Regions from separate parts of the Mus musculus genome. Here regions 2, 3, 4 and 5 are each linked to region 1. A link is a contact called in public HiChIP or PLAC-seq and promoter capture Hi-C data. All regions are on one chromosome and are shown on one strand. Each heading gives the region's core, a stretch centred on a gene start, on an enhancer-like site or on the middle of the called end of the contact. The rest is flanking DNA. Distances are from core to core; before and after follow the strand shown. Region 1 holds the start of Abcd3 (ATP-binding cassette, sub-family D (ALD), member 3). Region 2 overlaps Abca4 (ATP-binding cassette, sub-family A (ABC1), member 4). Region 3 overlaps Alg14 (asparagine-linked glycosylation 14). Region 4 overlaps Gm40135 (a long non-coding RNA gene). Region 5 overlaps Abca4 (ATP-binding cassette, sub-family A (ABC1), member 4).

Region 1 (2,845 bases), core at 126-2,625:
CTAGTGAAACAATGCCTACCCAAGTCCTCCCACCTGCTAGCAGACTCCTTTGGCCTTAGGGTGTAGCTTTGACGTCATCCTATTTGTCAAGTGTTAAGGAAAAGTTCTAGGAAAATTCTAAATTCTCTTATTGGTATTCTCATAGCACTTAGTTCACTTCTCTAAGCTGACACTTAAACTCATCCATATTTTTCTTCATGTTTTTCTTCTGCACCAGCCTCTGGAGAATAAGGGATTGATTGTTCATACTTGTATTCTCTGTGCCAGGCATACCTAATTACCTAAGTGATTCCCAGGGTAATGGGAAAACACACAAACGGCATATGGAGGATTTGGTACAGGCTCTACTTCTGCGTAACTTAGACTTTTGACGATTGTTGAGCACCTGCACACAGCACACACCACGGTGTGTGGTCTTTGCCATTCTCATAACCATTTAACCATTCACACAGAGAAAACACCTAGGCATCACTGTTTCATTGGTTCCTTTTATGCGTAGGCAACATTTATATATTTTGTGAGGTTTTAGAAGCTTCCTTTCTGACACTTGCTTCTCGACAGTTTCTTAAACTGAAAACAGCCATTCATTAAGTTATTGTGCATGCGCTAGACTAAACGCTAGGGATAACACTTTCTGCATGATAGGGGTGGGACAGGAGAAGAATGCTGTAATCTGTAAAGTTCGTCTGCTTCTGGGAGTAAGGCCAGCATTAATACAACGCACGATTGTTATTTCTGAATGTCCCTTTGCAAAGAACAGAGTTTCTCAAACTTTCTTTGACCAGACCTAACATAAAGAAATACATTTTTTTATCGCCATCCTTGTACATATCTACCAAAAAAGAGTAATTGTTTCTTAAAACTCCTTTTTGTCACGCACTCTGAGCTTTTTCCCACTACATTATTTTTATAAAAAAATTAACAGAGTGGTGGACCCGTCCTCCCAAACCGATTTTACAGAACTAGAGACCTAATCCACGGCGACTTGAAATAAGATTATCTGATTGTAGTCTTTCTTTTCCAGGTCTCCCTTCACTCCTTAAGTTGCAAATATTGACCTTTTTAGTGATGGGGCCGTTCCCCTCCTCCCCCGGCTTCTTTAAGAGGGTGGTACCGACCCATCCAGGGGGTGGCGGAGGGGCAGGGCCCACGGAGTCCGTGGCGCAGGCCCGGCCCGCTCTTCCAGTTCTTGTGAAAGAAAGCTAGGGTGTGTGCAAGCAGAGATCGCAAGGCCGAAGCGTGGGCTGCTGGAGACCGGCGCGGAGGACTAGCGTTGTCTGCCCGCCGCGTTTCCGGCCGAGTCCGCGGGGGTCCGCGCGTGCGCAGAGCGTCCCCCCGGGGAACGACCCTTTCGATCGCCCCGCGCCCGCGCGCGCGCCCGGGAAGCCAAAGTCCACGGTGGGCTCGGCGCGGCGGCGCGCGCCAGGGGGCGTTCCCGCGCGGCCGGCCCCGCCCTCTCTCGGCGCCGAGCTATCCTCCCAGTTTCCCCCGCGGTTCCTGCACTGAGGTTGTCGCCGGCGCGTCCCCTATCCCGCGGCTCGCTCGCCCTGCCGGTGCCATGGCGGCCTTCAGCAAGTACTTGACGGCACGGAACACCTCGCTGGCGGGGGCCGCGTTCCTGCTGCTCTGCCTACTCCATAAGCGGCGTCGCGCCCTCGGCCTGCACGGGTGAGGCTCGCGGCCGCGCCGCCTTCCCCGGGCCCGAGCGGGGAGCTCCGGGCGCGCGCCTTGCCCTTCTCTCCCAGGTCCCGAGCTGCGCGGGTGCCCGCGGAACCGGGCCAGCGGTCCCGGAGCCCTGCGGCCCTCAGCCTGGCGGCCGCCGCGCAATCTCAACACCACGGGAGGGAGGAGGACACGCCGCGTCCCTGCGCCCCCGCGCCCCCTCACCATCTCCCCGTGCATGTCAACTTTATGGGTGCATTCTGGTTTTGCCATCTCATCGCCACTGAACGCTAAGGTTTGCGTTCGTTCGGGATGGGCATTTTACTCGCCAGCTCGACTCCGGAGTAGTGGCGGTGGATAGTAGCCAGGGGCGTTCCTGGGGTTTTCTGGGTCCAGTGGGCACGATTTTCTTCTAAAGCGGTGCCCTCTTTTTCCGGAATTGGTCAGTGAATGCCCTCATTTGGAAAGGTTGAATTGGCTCAGCGGTGTGTGGAGGACAAAGTTTCCTCCGTCGACTTTATAGGTGAAAGGTGAAAGTGTGTTTTAGGTGAAGATCACTTGTTAATTACACCATACAGCTACCTGCCTGGAGAGAATGTTAAAGTTTACTTTGAACTTTTGGGAGATTAGGAAAGAAGGGAGAATTGAGTTCTGGGGGTGGGATTACAGGCACAATTTTAACTTCTTGTCGCCCATTTGATTTCAGCGAGCGACAAAGAAAAGGTTACTTCCTAACTAAGCATTCTTACTAGTGTTTGGATATTTAGTGTCCAATCTTAGAATAATGCTTTCATGCATTTTATTTCATCAACCCTCTGGGTAGGTACTATTTATTGTCTCCTGCTTTTGGTTTGCTCGGACTATCTTATTATTAGAATTTGGCCTAAAATACTAGCAGAGAGCTCCATGTATCCTTTCATGAAGTATTTTCTGTCTTATCTACTTTGACTTGCTCATTGGCTGCAGCATTGGCCCTTCTCTTCCTAAATCAGCTTTACAAAATAATGATATGCCTCTCCTTCACATACTATTCGTCCTTTTTAAGGGTTCTTGGAGGGGGACGATTAATTTGAAATATTTTTCTATTAGATCGTGCCCTTTCTGAACTCTCATTTGGGATTAGAAGTTATCAGTTACTTGGAATGTGCCGATAGAACATAGTAAATGCTTTACATTTAATTAC
Region 2 (3,150 bases), core at 76-2,575, 310 kb before region 1:
CCAGGAGTATCTCAACTCCAGCTCACTTACTGATGAAACAGGATGTTGTGTTGTGGACACATGCCCAGGCTCTGCCGTACTACATCCAGGTTGGTTTCAATGTCTTTTCCCCCAATGAGCACAGTTCCTGACGTCGGTGGCAACAGTCCTGTCAGGATGGACCTGCCGAACACAGGGTTAAGTGGCAGAAGAGATGGTTGTTAGAACTCACCAGGGGATGAGGGTAACCCCATACAGGGTCAGAAGGATGCTTGTAGTGACACCTGCCCTATCTCTCTATCAAACTCAAACCTGATGTAGCTGAGGGGCCCAGAACATTTCCACACAGGGTTTACTTAGCACCAGTGCCTTGCTTCAAGTCCTAGTGCCTAGACCACAAGGGCCTTCTTTCTCTACTTTTTATTTCCAAGTGTTCCTGGGCCAGTATCAAGAGCCTCGGGGATTCCCAGACTCAGACACCCCACCCCATCATCACCCAGCCATCATTGCAGCGGTCAGTTGTAGTGCCCACTGGATGGCCACTGTGGTGGTCAGTTGTGGTGCCCATTATGACTGTCTGTCAGAGTGATATTCACGGATGTGGTCAGCTACAGTGTTCACTGTTGTTTTACTCTGTGGTCAGCGGTAGTGTCCACCGTGAAGGTCTGTCATAGTGGTTGCTCCGTGGCTATTGATGTGGCCAGCCATTGTGGCCACTGTCGTAGTCACAGTTGTGGTCAGTTAAAGGGATTTAGGACCCAGCCCCACTGCTTTGCCTGGGCGTGCAGCCCTTGACAGTGGAGAAGCAGGGTTGGTGACTCTCCAAAGCTCAGTTGATGCCAGTGAGAAGCTGGGCAGCCTGTCTGCTGACTGGCTAACACAAACAAATTCGTTTGGGAATTCCAAATGTAAAAATGTGAACAATGTTGTGATTTCTCTTTTCTTTCTTCAATTATACAAAACATGTCTCCCACCTGCTTGGGTAGTTGTCTAAGTTAAGTGAATCGAACATGCTTGAAAAACAAAACAAAACAAAAACAGGCCCCAGCACAAAGTGAAACTTAAAATGTTATGCTATTCCCAGCATTAGGACAGCGCTTGTGTTCCGACCCCAGTGGAAGTTTAGTTTCTGCACTGAGTGAAGTAATGTGTTTGTCTTCTAGAGGTCCTGGGGTCTCGAATGGAGTTTCCTGTCCTCCCACCACGTGAGTTAGCAAGGAGATAGCCTTAGGATGCCACGCCCAGTTCTGTCCCAAGTTCTGATAAAATCGCATGCTATCTGAACCTGTACTTCGAAGCTGAAATGTTGATCAACCACTAGAGGGAAACAGTACCAAGCCCAATGGCACCAGCCCCGCATTCCATTCCCATTGAAAGGCCCGGGAGCACATTCCGGAGCAGGGTGTACACTGCTGTTCCTTCCCGGGGCTCTGCAAGCCAAGGATTTGATGGCTGCTGTCACATGGCTTGTTGACCCCTACCCCTCCTCCACCGGCCCATCGGCCCATCGGAGGTCTGCACCGGAGCCCTGACTGCCTGTTCTCAGCAGGTGGCGCTCGCACCCCTTCCAGAACTAAAGGATGGATGGAGGAGTCCACCCAGAGCCTCAAAGCTTCCTGCCCTTGGCCTTCTGCCAGGCAGCGAGTCTACTTCACTGTTCTCCCTACACTTTCTCAGAAAGGTAGCCATCCCATCAGAGGTCCCACACCAGCACTAAAGCATCCTAATTATTAATTGGTAGGAAACGGAGTGCTACATAAAAATAGCCCGGGGACATGGGCAGCCACGGCTTTTTATCCTCACCGTGGGAGGTGTGTGTGAGTGTATATGTTTCCACCGAAATTCAGTAAGGAAGAACAGAGTGGAGTTATTGGGGAGAGAGAATGAAGCCGGGGAATGATAGGATGGGAGACAGCCTCTCTGGCAGAGAACTCACAAGGTGGTGGTCTTTCCCGCTCCGTTGTGACCCAGGAACGCCGTGATTTGGTTCTCATAGAAAGTGATGTTCAGACGGTCCACAGCTGGCCGGCCACTGGGCTCAAAAACCTTCACCAGGTTCTTCACACACACACCAGGCACCAGCCCTGGAAGCTCGCGTTCAAAAAAGGAGTCTTGGAGGGAAAAACACATTGTAGAAACACCACATGTTAATGACGCCGTGCTTCATGAACACACTGCTTCCTTCAGACCTGTGCTCTGGCTGTAACTTCACCTGCCCATGTGGCTGCAGCTTTGTGAAGAAGATCAAAACAGGAGTAGTCATAGTTGCACTGGCCATAGATTTCACACTTACTGTGAGTTAGGCACTGTTTCCAATGTTTCCCAACAAATCCCTCACTTCACACATATAGTCCTATAGGTAGATATAACTAGGCTCTTTTCAATAGGTTAGAAAGCCCAAGACTGAGAGACATCAAGTGTTCTATCAAGGCTACATGGTGTACAAGTGGCAAGTATGGGCCCAGGGTCCATACCCATCTGAAATAGCTCCTGTCTATTATTGAGTTAACCCCGAGTTCCGTCTTTGCTTCAAGGCTCAGTCTATCGGATCTTCATAGGTTTCTGGCACCAGCCCTGACTCCTCAAGCCAGGACAACCTACTCTTCCTCATCGTAACTCCTTCCTCCCCATGCTCCGTGCCCTTTCCAGTATCAACCAACCTACTCTCCCCCTCCCCGTGACCCCCCACCCCCCACCACAGCATCTTTTCCGAAGTTCACTTATAGAGTCAAGATTACTGTCAGAGTATTAAGTCTAATTAACTAATGGTCCCTTGCTCTGTCCCCAACTCCCGTTGCATTGTCTGCCTGTGTCTCCTGGCCACAACTAAAGCTGAAATGGAACCTTATCATACCACTCTGGGAGGAGGATCTTCTAGAGTTACTTTAGCCTGCAAACCAGCTCTGTGAGGATTCAGGTCTCCAACATCAGCTTTGCAAAGTGGTACCTGAGGGGCGCCTAGAAGCTGGACCCTCTCGTGCCAACATCAGGCTAAATCGGAGTCTGTGTGCCTCTCTAAACCCAAGCCATGCATACAGTCAGGGATGAGAAACATTAGGAGAATTAGTTCAAGAGTGAGGACAAAGCAGCAAAGGCCAGGGAAAGGAGTCTTATGTACCCTGCCCATCAGCCCGGGCGTGATTAGGTAACTTCCACCACCAGGAAAGGCTT
Region 3 (2,707 bases), core at 69-2,568, 480 kb after region 1:
AATGTATCAAAAAGAAAGGATGGACAGAAGGAAGGGGAGGGAGGGAGGGAGGAATCCTTAGAGAAACTCCAGGGACTAATTCAGAGGGAGCCACAGTTTGCCAAGGAACAGTTACACAGTTACACACTCTACTATTCTATCCTTTCTACCCGCCCCCGCCCCCCCCCACAACTGTAAGCAGTCACTACACAGCTGCAGTAGGTGCTAGCAATTTCTCCTTCCTGTCCCCCTTCTATCCAACCTCTCACCTCGGGTACTAGCTGAACTCCAACATGCTCTGAACACCTTAATAGGTTCTCAGGTAGCCAAGCTGAGTGCTGCTTTTACCCTTCCTTAAAGAGCCACAGTCTGTCTGTCCTCAGATCGGTACAAGTTCCCCTCTGCTCCCATACGGGCTCTGGTGACAGTCTGCATCAGCCCCTCTAGAAGCTCCACTACATCTGCCATCAGCTGTGCAAGCCCGCTCCCTCCCTTCTTCTTAACCAAGAGCAGAGGAGGATGGTTAAAAGTCCAGAAAAAGAACCACCTTCCTGAATTGAAACTATGTCTGAATACAGCTGATGGCGCTCAGGGACCTTTTTAGGTGGGAAGAGCCAGACTGCCTGGAAGACTTACTTGTGCATTTGAGGTCATTTTCAAACACTTCCTCCCTCTCTTCCACACTCTGCTCTCAAGTAGCCACTAGCACTTCCCACCTTCCTGTCCACAAGGACAGCTCTCTCCCAGGCTCATGATCTCTGACCACACGTCTGTTCCTTCTTGGAAAGCAGTGCGTTCTCGCCCGCGTGTGCACACATTTGTGCACACCATGTGCAAGCAGGTGCTTGTGGAGGCTAGAAGAAGACATCGGATCCCTGGAAGAGTAGTTACAAGTGATTATGAGCTGCCTGGTAATGGGCACTGGGACCCCCAGGTCTGTTCCTCTAGAAGAGCAGCCAGTTCTAACCACTGAGCTTCTCAGCTCCACACTTTCCCTTTTCTTCTAACTTTAGCTGGCTTTTTCTACTGCAGTTGTACTGCCACCTTAAGAAAATACACTAGCTTTCCCCTTTGAAAGGAGGAGGCACCATCAGGCCCATGTCTAACATGTGCCTAACAGGCAGGAAGAGCAACAGCTCAGAGAGAGATGCAAGCGAAGCCAGCTGAGGGATGGAAACGGCAGACAACGTGCTGGATTCTGCAGAGGAAAAAGGCAATGCTTGCCAAGTGGAAAAAGGATCAACTTAGAAAGAAAACTTATTTCAAACGTCAGAGTCCTTCCTTGAATAGGGAAGTAACAACAGTTCAAAGCAGCCGCCAGTCAGCCATAGCCTTACTTTGACACCGATTCTGTTCTGAGCCCTCTCACAATGTGAAACAGAAACTGTAAGCTTAAATTAAATGCTCGATGTGTGGGCAGAGTGGCTACAGACTCACCCAGCCAGAGTGTCAGTGTTGTTGGTAACTCAACTATGAATCTGTTAGTCCTAAGGATACTTGAGAGGATCCACACATCCAGTGGACTCTGCTCACTACAGAACTTGTTAGAAACATGTATGTCCGTGGGAAGGTTGCATATGTGACAGACAGCAAGCAGGGAGAGAGGAATATTATTATCTTCATGTATTACAGATGACTGGGCAGGAGAGGAAACGCAACTGAAGAAAACTAAACAAGTGGTTTTCAAAATGATCTCGTTTATCCTGCACACGGAGCAGAGGACAGTGTGATAGAATCCTTTCTGTTTGGATTGGCTTGGAAAGGCTTATGCTTAGCTCCACTTACAGACAGGCAAGCGGGTAAGGCAGACAAGCTTCGCGCTCTGAGCTGCCGCACTGCTAGCCCGGCAGGCACGTGGGCCTGAGGGAGCCTCTTCCTTTCATGGGGAAAGCTAGTGCATGTTCTTAAGGGAGCAGAATGACTACAGTCGAAATGAAACCTGAAAGTGGAAGAAAAATAAACAGCTCTGTGATTTGGACTTTACTTGGTTCTGGCTGAGAAGTCCCTCCTTCTAATAATGTGTTTGCCTGCACACACTATGCACATATATGCCTGTCTAAACAAGGCGACTTGAAACCTATGACACCACCTCAGGCATCGGGCTACCCATAAGCTCCGTTTTGGACAATGTGATAACTTCCTCTGCCAACAGTAATCTGTCCATTCAAATACATTTCCACTTCACCCAGTACAAAAAAATGGAGAGTCTAGCCGGGTGTGGTGGCGCACGCCTTTAATCCCAGCACTTGGGAGGCAGAGGCAGGTGGATTTCTGAGTTCAAGGCCAGCCTGGTCTACAGAGTGAGTTCCAGGACAGCCAGGGCTACACAAGAGAAACCCTGTCTCGAAAAACAAAAACAAAAACAAAAAAACCCAAAAAAACAAAAAAACAAAAACCAAAGGAGAGTCTAATCCAGTGCAAACAGGTTTTAGGTGCATGACCAGTAAGGCAAAGCTGCAATCTCAGGTGGCTTTTAAGGAGAATCCCCCTATTTGTCATCTCATGCCTCTGCATAGTGGTGTGTACCTATGCTTAAAAGCAGATGCATTATGGGAACAGATGTGTGCAATAAAAAAATTATTATTATTATTATTATTTTGAGACAGGGTTTCTCTGTGTAGCCTTCACTGTCCTGGAACTCACTCTGTAGACCAGGCTAGCCTCAAACTCAGAAATCCACCTGCCTCTGTAGAGAAATTATTGTAAGACCTAATCTACCAATCAAGCC
Region 4 (2,926 bases), core at 290-2,789, 260 kb after region 1:
TTCCAGGAAATGGCTGGATGTCTCGGGTAGCCTCTCACCACCTTCCAGGCGTTAGCCTGTCAGGAGCCGGGCTTCTCAGAGACATCCTGAGTAACTGCTCTTACAGATACTCCAAGGTGAGAAAGCTCACAACGGGCAGAGAAAGTAGTTTCACCTGGAACAAATGTCATCACGTACTCCTGCTGGTGATTAAGAATAGCCGGTAACCTGGAAGCAAGGCCCCACCCTAAGCAAACACTCTAATGTGGGTTCTCTGGTGTCAGTGTCCTGGTCGTCTTGGTTCTCCCAGGCACACACCTACTTTTGCTGCTTAGTTTGTTCTTGTCCTTCAGATTCACTTGGGAACGGGACTCTGGGGACCTGACCTCCCTCTGCTGTAGACACACTCTGGGTCCTTCTTACTCAAGCGTGGCAGCGGACGCATCCAATCAGCCTCCTCGAGTGTGTCCCATGAGCCTGACTCAATGTGGCAAAGGAAGGGTTGACAGAAGTTTTCAGGGCAGATGAAAAGTGACCGAAAGAGAACTTTGCTAGGAGTTGGAAAGGTAGAATCCTCCTTCCCATTAACTCCCAGGTGAGGGAAGGTCACGGACTGCCTCAGGCTGAGGGAGCAGCCGGGAGAATGCGCCAGCCACGCCCTTGGGAAAGAGAGCATTTCCCACTAGAGTATTTCTCCACTCAGAGACAGTAACCATCACTGATAAAACGTTTGTAATTTTTTCCCATTTGATCAGTGGGACACACGTGTCACTTAGTGTGCGGCATTGTTGCAATACGCCTGCTGCAATAAGGCCAGCTCCTCACTGGGAAAGTGCCCTCAGGGCCCCAGGCACCTTGTGAGCTTCACAAAGAGGTGAACAAAACAGATTTGGTTCCAGCAGTAGGGGACGTGGGTGTGGGAGGAGCTGAAATGAGTCCCCTAAGTGGTTGAGAAGAGGCTGTGATTAGGGCTCTCAAGGAAAAGTAGACCACAGAGGAATGTCTCTGCCTGAAGAGGCTGGGAAACCGCGCATGCTCAGACTTGGCTTTTCCCTCCCATTCCTCTGGATGGAGGGTTGGAGGTTGCCCCACAGAAATAAGGCCTGGGCCTTCCGGAAGTCCTTCTTTGCCCATCGTCAGAAGTGCAGGTGAGGCAGGGAGACGTGACAAGAGGCCTGTGACTGTGAGTCACAAGGAAGTCAACTCTGGGACCCAGCAAACAAGTAAGGCTGTCATTTGGACTGCAGAAAGGATTGTACAAACCCCCTCCAGCAAACAAAATCAATCACTTAAAAAGAAAAGGCTAGCCCTTCAGAGAATTCCTCCCTTCCCTTTGGAGTGGAAACTGGGATTCTTGGGCCTTAGGCTTGCTTGAGCACCTGCCTGCAGAGCGAATCCTGCTTTCATTCACTCTAAGGCCATCTTGGTTTTCCCAAGTACCTTATGAATCACTGGGTCCTTTGTTTGTGACACAAAGGCACAGAGATAGTGATGGGCGTTCGGAGCCTCCCTCTTCCTGTTCCGGAGGCTTCTCCACTTAATGCAAAGATCTGCAATCACATGCTTTGTGGCCACGATGAATAAGTCTTCTCTTTCAGCTTTTCACATCAGGCTGTCTGTTAACTGGTGTGCTGAGGATGGGCGGCGACCTCGGGTTGTTAGGGCTGGAGACCCAGGCTCTGAGCCTAACAGCTACACTAGCAAAGTAGTAAGACATCGATACTTAAGTTGTATTCACAAGAACCAAGGCTGTACCAGACCACAAACTGTGACCTAAACAGAGACTAACAGGGCGATGGGTCATCAAAGAAACAGTAGCCAAGTAAGTAGTTACTGTTAACTTAGCTGTGGTATTACAGCCAATGGCCCCAACAGGAAGGTGCCTGGTGCCAACTTGGGTACACAGCTGGCAAGCTGTAGTCTAATTTTATAATCTAGACATTATGCTGAGCAAATTAGAATTTTAAAATTAGTCTTTGGTGTTGTTTTAACCACAACCTATATGTTAAAACTTATTTTCAATTCAGGAGTTACATTTAGCACGTACAAAGGAAAGCCGAGACACAGGTATCAAAGCTCTAAGGAACTAAGTTTCTATCCCAACAAGGTAAGATATTCCTACCAGTCTCTGTAAGGGTGAATGACTGAAAGTTCAAAACAGCTCCTACAAAAAAAAAAAAATTATAATTACATAAAATTTACATGGGGCTGGTGAGATGGCTTAGTGGGTAGGGGTGCTTGCTGCCAAGCCTGGTGACATGAGTTCAGCCCCTGGAATCCCCATGATAGAAGGACACACCTACCTCCACTCGTTGTCCTATAATGTCCTCATTCGTGCAGTAATGTGCACATCTGTGCACAGGTGAGCACACACATACATACATGCAAATAACAAAAATTTAAATGTATATACATAAGAACTCTAGAAGGAAAACATTAAAATACAGCAGTAGTTATTTACATAATTACACTGATGATTTTACAATTTCCACATTTAAAATTTTATTTGATAGATGCCAATTAATTTGCAATAAACTTTTTAAAACATGTGTTAAAATATACGATAACCTTATTTTCTTTAGGGTATTATTCAGGCCTACAGCCTTATTCACTGTGGCCTCACTTTCTCTCCTTACATATATTTGAATGAAGGATTAGACAGAAAATTTGACCTATAATAAGACTAACGAATGAAATGTTTGGGTTGAGCTCAGATTTCCTAACCAAATACTACAATAAAAACATTTGGGCTTTCTTTGTTTAAGATTTTTTAATTTTAAAGATGTTTAATTGTTTTATTTTATTTAATCTGGATATTTTGACTATGTGTATGTCTGTGTACCACATACATGGTTGTACGTTGTCATGTGGGTGCTGGGAATTGAACCACTGGTCTTCCTCTGGAAGACCAGCAAGTTCTCTTAACTACTGAGCTGTCTCTTCACCT
Region 5 (2,817 bases), core at 29-2,528, 290 kb before region 1:
TCTCCTTCAGCCTCAGCTCCTTCTCCAAAACAATGCCCTTAACGGTCATGGAGACAGAGTAGATCCACGCCAGCACCATGAAGATAGGGAAACAGCGATTCAGGATGATCATGAAGCTGAAGCGAGAGGAAAAAGCAGAACAGAGCCAGCTGTCCCTGGTAGAATCAACGTAAAATACTTATTGAATGGAGAGTTGAGAATGAAGCCCGAAGGGAAGGAGAGCAGAAAAATAAATCGTTGGACCCTCACTGGGTTGAGCCCTCTTAAATACCTTTCTCATTTGTCATTTCTTTCTTTAAGGCAAAATGGAGCCGTTCTGGACAGCCCAGATGGAGGATGCTCTATATGTGTAGGAATAAAACATACCATCTCTTTATAGTATATATGCCATATAGTATATTTAGATCTTCCCCATGAAGGCTTGTGGGAAAGACTGTAGACCTGATGGTGTGGGTTGTGATCTGAACAAGGCAATGATCCAATAGTCATTGATTCCGAGAGCCATCCATTCGTAAGTGGAGTAGATCCTGGGATAGGCTCTCGGCAAGCAGGACGGATTTGACACGATGGAATCACATTAGGGTAAGCGTTACAGGTTTCCCCTGTGAATAATGCACTGGTAAAGCCCTTGGGATTATTATCTATTGAAACTGTTGGGTGTTGTCAAAGGAAGGGCCCAGTGCCTAGCGTGGGAGGATAGTTTCACTCAAAATGGCCCTAGGGAGGGAACCAACCAACCAAAAATCATGCACTTCCGAGGCTGGCCGCCAGAGGGCTCTCCCATACTGAATGACTCCGATTCCCACAGGTTCTCCACACTCACCCGTTTTCCTGCCAGCCCCTCCCCTTCTGACCCTGCAAGTGGACCTGGGCTCTCCTTCCCATCTCTGCCTCTTATCCAAAGTAAAACTAACTTCTGAACAGCGACCGTTATCTCTGCAGTCTTCTGCAGAGCTGGAGACCTGATGGGGCCACAGTGTCGAGCACTGCTTTCCCGTGTGTACACTGGGCTTTATTTTACAATCTCTCCAGCTGGCCACGGGACTCTTTTCACCACGTTTTGCCATCTCTGCTTCCCGGATCCCACAGTCACACACACTCGTGCTACAGTGACTTTCCCGTGATCTCAACACCCCAGGAGTTAAATTCCTTAGCCAACTATAGGTCAGGGAGTGTTTCTGACCCCATCTACCATGATAATAAGCCTTCTGAGCACCTCTCCCCCTCTGTCCCTTTCTCCACCACTCCAAAATCTATTTTCAACAAAACAGCAGGCTGTTTGCTTAGCATGCTACTGGTCAAAGGGCGGACAGGCGTTAGGATGGGGGTGGTCAGAGAGGGAGGCCAGAGCTCATCCAACAACACATTCCTCTACCTTTTCACCAAACACACATCATAGGAATGTTAATTGGGGAAGGAGCTGCATTATTCTGAGGCTCCTAGGTACCAGGCCTTCTTGCCACGCAGTCTGAATCTGCTGATCTGGCAATCACTGGGAAAACGCCCTGACCAGAACCTTCCACATACCAAACATACTACGAAGTGGAAATTTAAACAGCGGGCATCCCCCCACTTCAACCTCACTCCTATTGTTTGAACCTCCAATTTCCCTTTTGTACCCCCGACACCCTATCATTTATTTCCCCCTCTGCTTCCGTCTGGAGTGCAGAGCCAGCATCTTCTTCGGTCAGAACCCTATGCTCCCCAGTCTTCCCTCATCACTGGGGTTCCTTCGGGAGATGCTGAAGCCTTGAGAGCACCCCCATTTACTGCTTTTTCAGCTCAGGGAGGAAGATAGAGGTCTGGGACTCACGAGTCATCCACAAAGCAGGGATAAGGCATCTGTTGGAGATAGACTCCAATTGGAGGCTCTGCCTGCATCTGACTCTTCACGATTCCTTGCTCCACCATGTCCTGTAGATAGGCAAAACCTCCCCAGATGTACCGGAAATCTTCGACAGGATCCGCCCTGGGACCAGAATCCCAGTACCTAAGAAGGCACAGGATGAAGGGGGAAGGATGTAAGTGCGAGTGGGTAACTCACTCACTTCACAAGCCCAGGTTACCCCACAACTCGGTCCCTTGACGAATTCTCCTCAAGCTGTGGTCCTCAACCTTCCTAACGTGGCGATCGTTTAATAATGCAGCGCCTTGTGCTGGGGTGACCCATCCCCCAAGCATAAAATTATTTTTGTTGCTACTTCTTAACTGTAATCTTGTTACTGTTAGAAAAATATAAATATCTGTGCTTTCTGATGGTCTGGGGCCAGCCCTGTGAAAGGACTGTGACCCACAGGTTGAGAAATGATGTCCTACATGTTTCCCAAACTAGCCAGCTCTACTTTGGGGTCACAGTGCTAACTCCGATGGCCATGACTCACGAGGTGATTGCTTCGGTCTACCTCCATCTGCACAAATCATACTTTCTCCCATTTAGCTTCCCTTCGTTGATCCATAGGCTGCATTTGCCCTTAATCCTCTACTCGCTACCAAATATAATTCACCATGAGTTTTGGAGAAACCTTTCAAGACTGAGCCATCACCTGTCTTTGATCTTATTGGTCTTCTCCACCACATCTATGTCCATCCGAATCTTGTACTTCACATGAGGAGGTAAGGAGCTGGCCCAGGGATACATGCCAGGGAACACCACTCCGGCCCAGAACCTGTTCTCCTCCAGGAGAGACAGGGCTCGTTGGGTGAGCTGCACTTCATCATCATAACTTTCAAACTTATCCAGGACCAGACACTGTGGATGGAGGATCACAAAGGTGGGGAGAGTCTGAGGCCCAAATGTAAACAAAAAGGCAGAAGAAA

The links. Promoter capture Hi-C pulls out the DNA fragments that hold promoters and counts their contacts. HiChIP or PLAC-seq counts read pairs in DNA pulled down with a chosen protein or histone mark.
Region 2: a promoter capture Hi-C map of liver shows a contact between it and region 1. The contact joins the enhancer-like site here to the promoter of Abcd3 in region 1. A contact is called at or near these places in 13 of 39 promoter capture datasets (the 3T3-L1 cell line, 3T3-L1-derived adipocytes, the SN4741 cell line and 8 more), 1 of 15 datasets of contacts at CTCF or cohesin (the NIH/3T3 cell line), 1 of 484 Hi-C or Micro-C datasets (adipose-derived mesenchymal stem cells), 11 of 115 datasets of contacts at active chromatin or transcription factors (the NIH/3T3 cell line, bone marrow-derived macrophages, embryonic stem cells and 4 more) and 1 of 9 other capture datasets (adipose tissue).
Region 3: a promoter capture Hi-C map of hippocampal neurons shows a contact between it and region 1, with 2.0 times the contacts expected there. The contact joins the enhancer-like site here to the promoter of Abcd3 in region 1. A contact is called at or near these places in 6 of 39 promoter capture datasets (the C10 cell line, the HPC-7 cell line, hematopoietic stem and progenitor cells and 2 more) and 6 of 115 datasets of contacts at active chromatin or transcription factors (differentiating embryonic stem cells, embryonic limb bud, embryonic stem cells and 2 more).
Region 4: a contact with region 1 is called in an H3K27ac HiChIP or PLAC-seq map of embryonic stem cells, with 7 read pairs. The contact joins the enhancer-like site here to the promoter of Abcd3 in region 1. A contact is called at or near these places in 22 of 39 promoter capture datasets (the 3T3-L1 cell line, 3T3-L1-derived adipocytes, the C10 cell line and 14 more), 1 of 15 datasets of contacts at CTCF or cohesin (the NIH/3T3 cell line), 5 of 484 Hi-C or Micro-C datasets (CD4 T cells, bone marrow-derived macrophages, embryonic stem cells and 2 more), 25 of 115 datasets of contacts at active chromatin or transcription factors (DN3 thymocytes, acute myeloid leukemia, bone marrow-derived dendritic cells and 14 more) and 2 of 9 other capture datasets (adipose tissue and macrophages).
Region 5: a contact with region 1 is called in a promoter capture Hi-C map of liver, with 2.4 times the contacts expected there. The contact joins the enhancer-like site here to the promoter of Abcd3 in region 1. A contact is called at or near these places in 3 of 39 promoter capture datasets (liver and pre-B cells), 9 of 115 datasets of contacts at active chromatin or transcription factors (the NIH/3T3 cell line, bone marrow-derived macrophages, embryonic stem cells and 2 more) and 3 of 9 other capture datasets (adipose tissue, embryonic stem cells and macrophages).

The regions. Positions count from the first base shown.
Region 1 is chr3:121,813,832-121,816,676 of GRCm38.p6, reverse strand. It overlaps Abcd3 (ATP-binding cassette, sub-family D (ALD), member 3), which reads left to right and starts at 1,375. Exons shown (of 23, transcript NM_008991.3): 1 at 1,375-1,668. The coding sequence starts at 1,559.
Region 2 is chr3:122,120,571-122,123,720 of GRCm38.p6, reverse strand. Abca4 (ATP-binding cassette, sub-family A (ABC1), member 4) reads right to left here. Exons shown (of 50, transcript NM_007378.1): 19 at 1,916-2,090; 20 at 31-162. All of the region lies in intron 2 of Gm40138 (a long non-coding RNA gene), which reads left to right. Among named protein-coding and RNA genes, the nearest start is that of Gm40138, 4.3 kb to the left of the region's middle. Within about 2 kb of position 1,325, at least 175 of the 459 cell types and tissues checked have an H3K27ac peak or open chromatin away from gene starts, as enhancers often do. A contact at or near this core is called in the NIH/3T3 cell line, the SN4741 cell line, adipose tissue and 6 more, where this site is marked.
Region 3 is chr3:121,328,987-121,331,693 of GRCm38.p6, reverse strand. All of the region lies in intron 3 of Alg14 (asparagine-linked glycosylation 14), which reads right to left. Among named protein-coding and RNA genes, the nearest start is that of Gm33310, 17 kb to the left of the region's middle. Within about 2 kb of position 1,318, at least 112 of the 459 cell types and tissues checked have an H3K27ac peak or open chromatin away from gene starts, as enhancers often do. A contact at or near this core is called in the HPC-7 cell line, hematopoietic stem and progenitor cells, hippocampal neurons and 2 more, where this site is marked.
Region 4 is chr3:121,557,629-121,560,554 of GRCm38.p6, reverse strand. It overlaps Gm40135 (a long non-coding RNA gene), which reads right to left. Exons shown (of 4, transcript XR_867598.2): 2 at 2,102-2,143; 3 at 1,420-1,676. Among named protein-coding and RNA genes, the nearest start is that of Gm40135, 14 kb to the right of the region's middle. Within about 2 kb of position 1,539, at least 44 of the 459 cell types and tissues checked have an H3K27ac peak or open chromatin away from gene starts, as enhancers often do. A contact at or near this core is called in the SN4741 cell line, differentiating embryonic stem cells, embryonic stem cells and 3 more, where this site is marked.
Region 5 is chr3:122,102,607-122,105,423 of GRCm38.p6, reverse strand. It overlaps Abca4 (ATP-binding cassette, sub-family A (ABC1), member 4), which reads right to left. Exons shown (of 50, transcript NM_007378.1): 12 at 2,544-2,749; 13 at 1,814-1,990; 14 at 1-116. Gm40138 (a long non-coding RNA gene) reads left to right here. Exons shown (of 3, transcript XR_001783974.2): 3 at 1-268. Among named protein-coding and RNA genes, the nearest start is that of Gm40138, 22 kb to the left of the region's middle. Within about 2 kb of position 1,278, at least 52 of the 459 cell types and tissues checked have an H3K27ac peak or open chromatin away from gene starts, as enhancers often do. A contact at or near this core is called in adipose tissue, liver and pancreatic cancer cells, where this site is marked.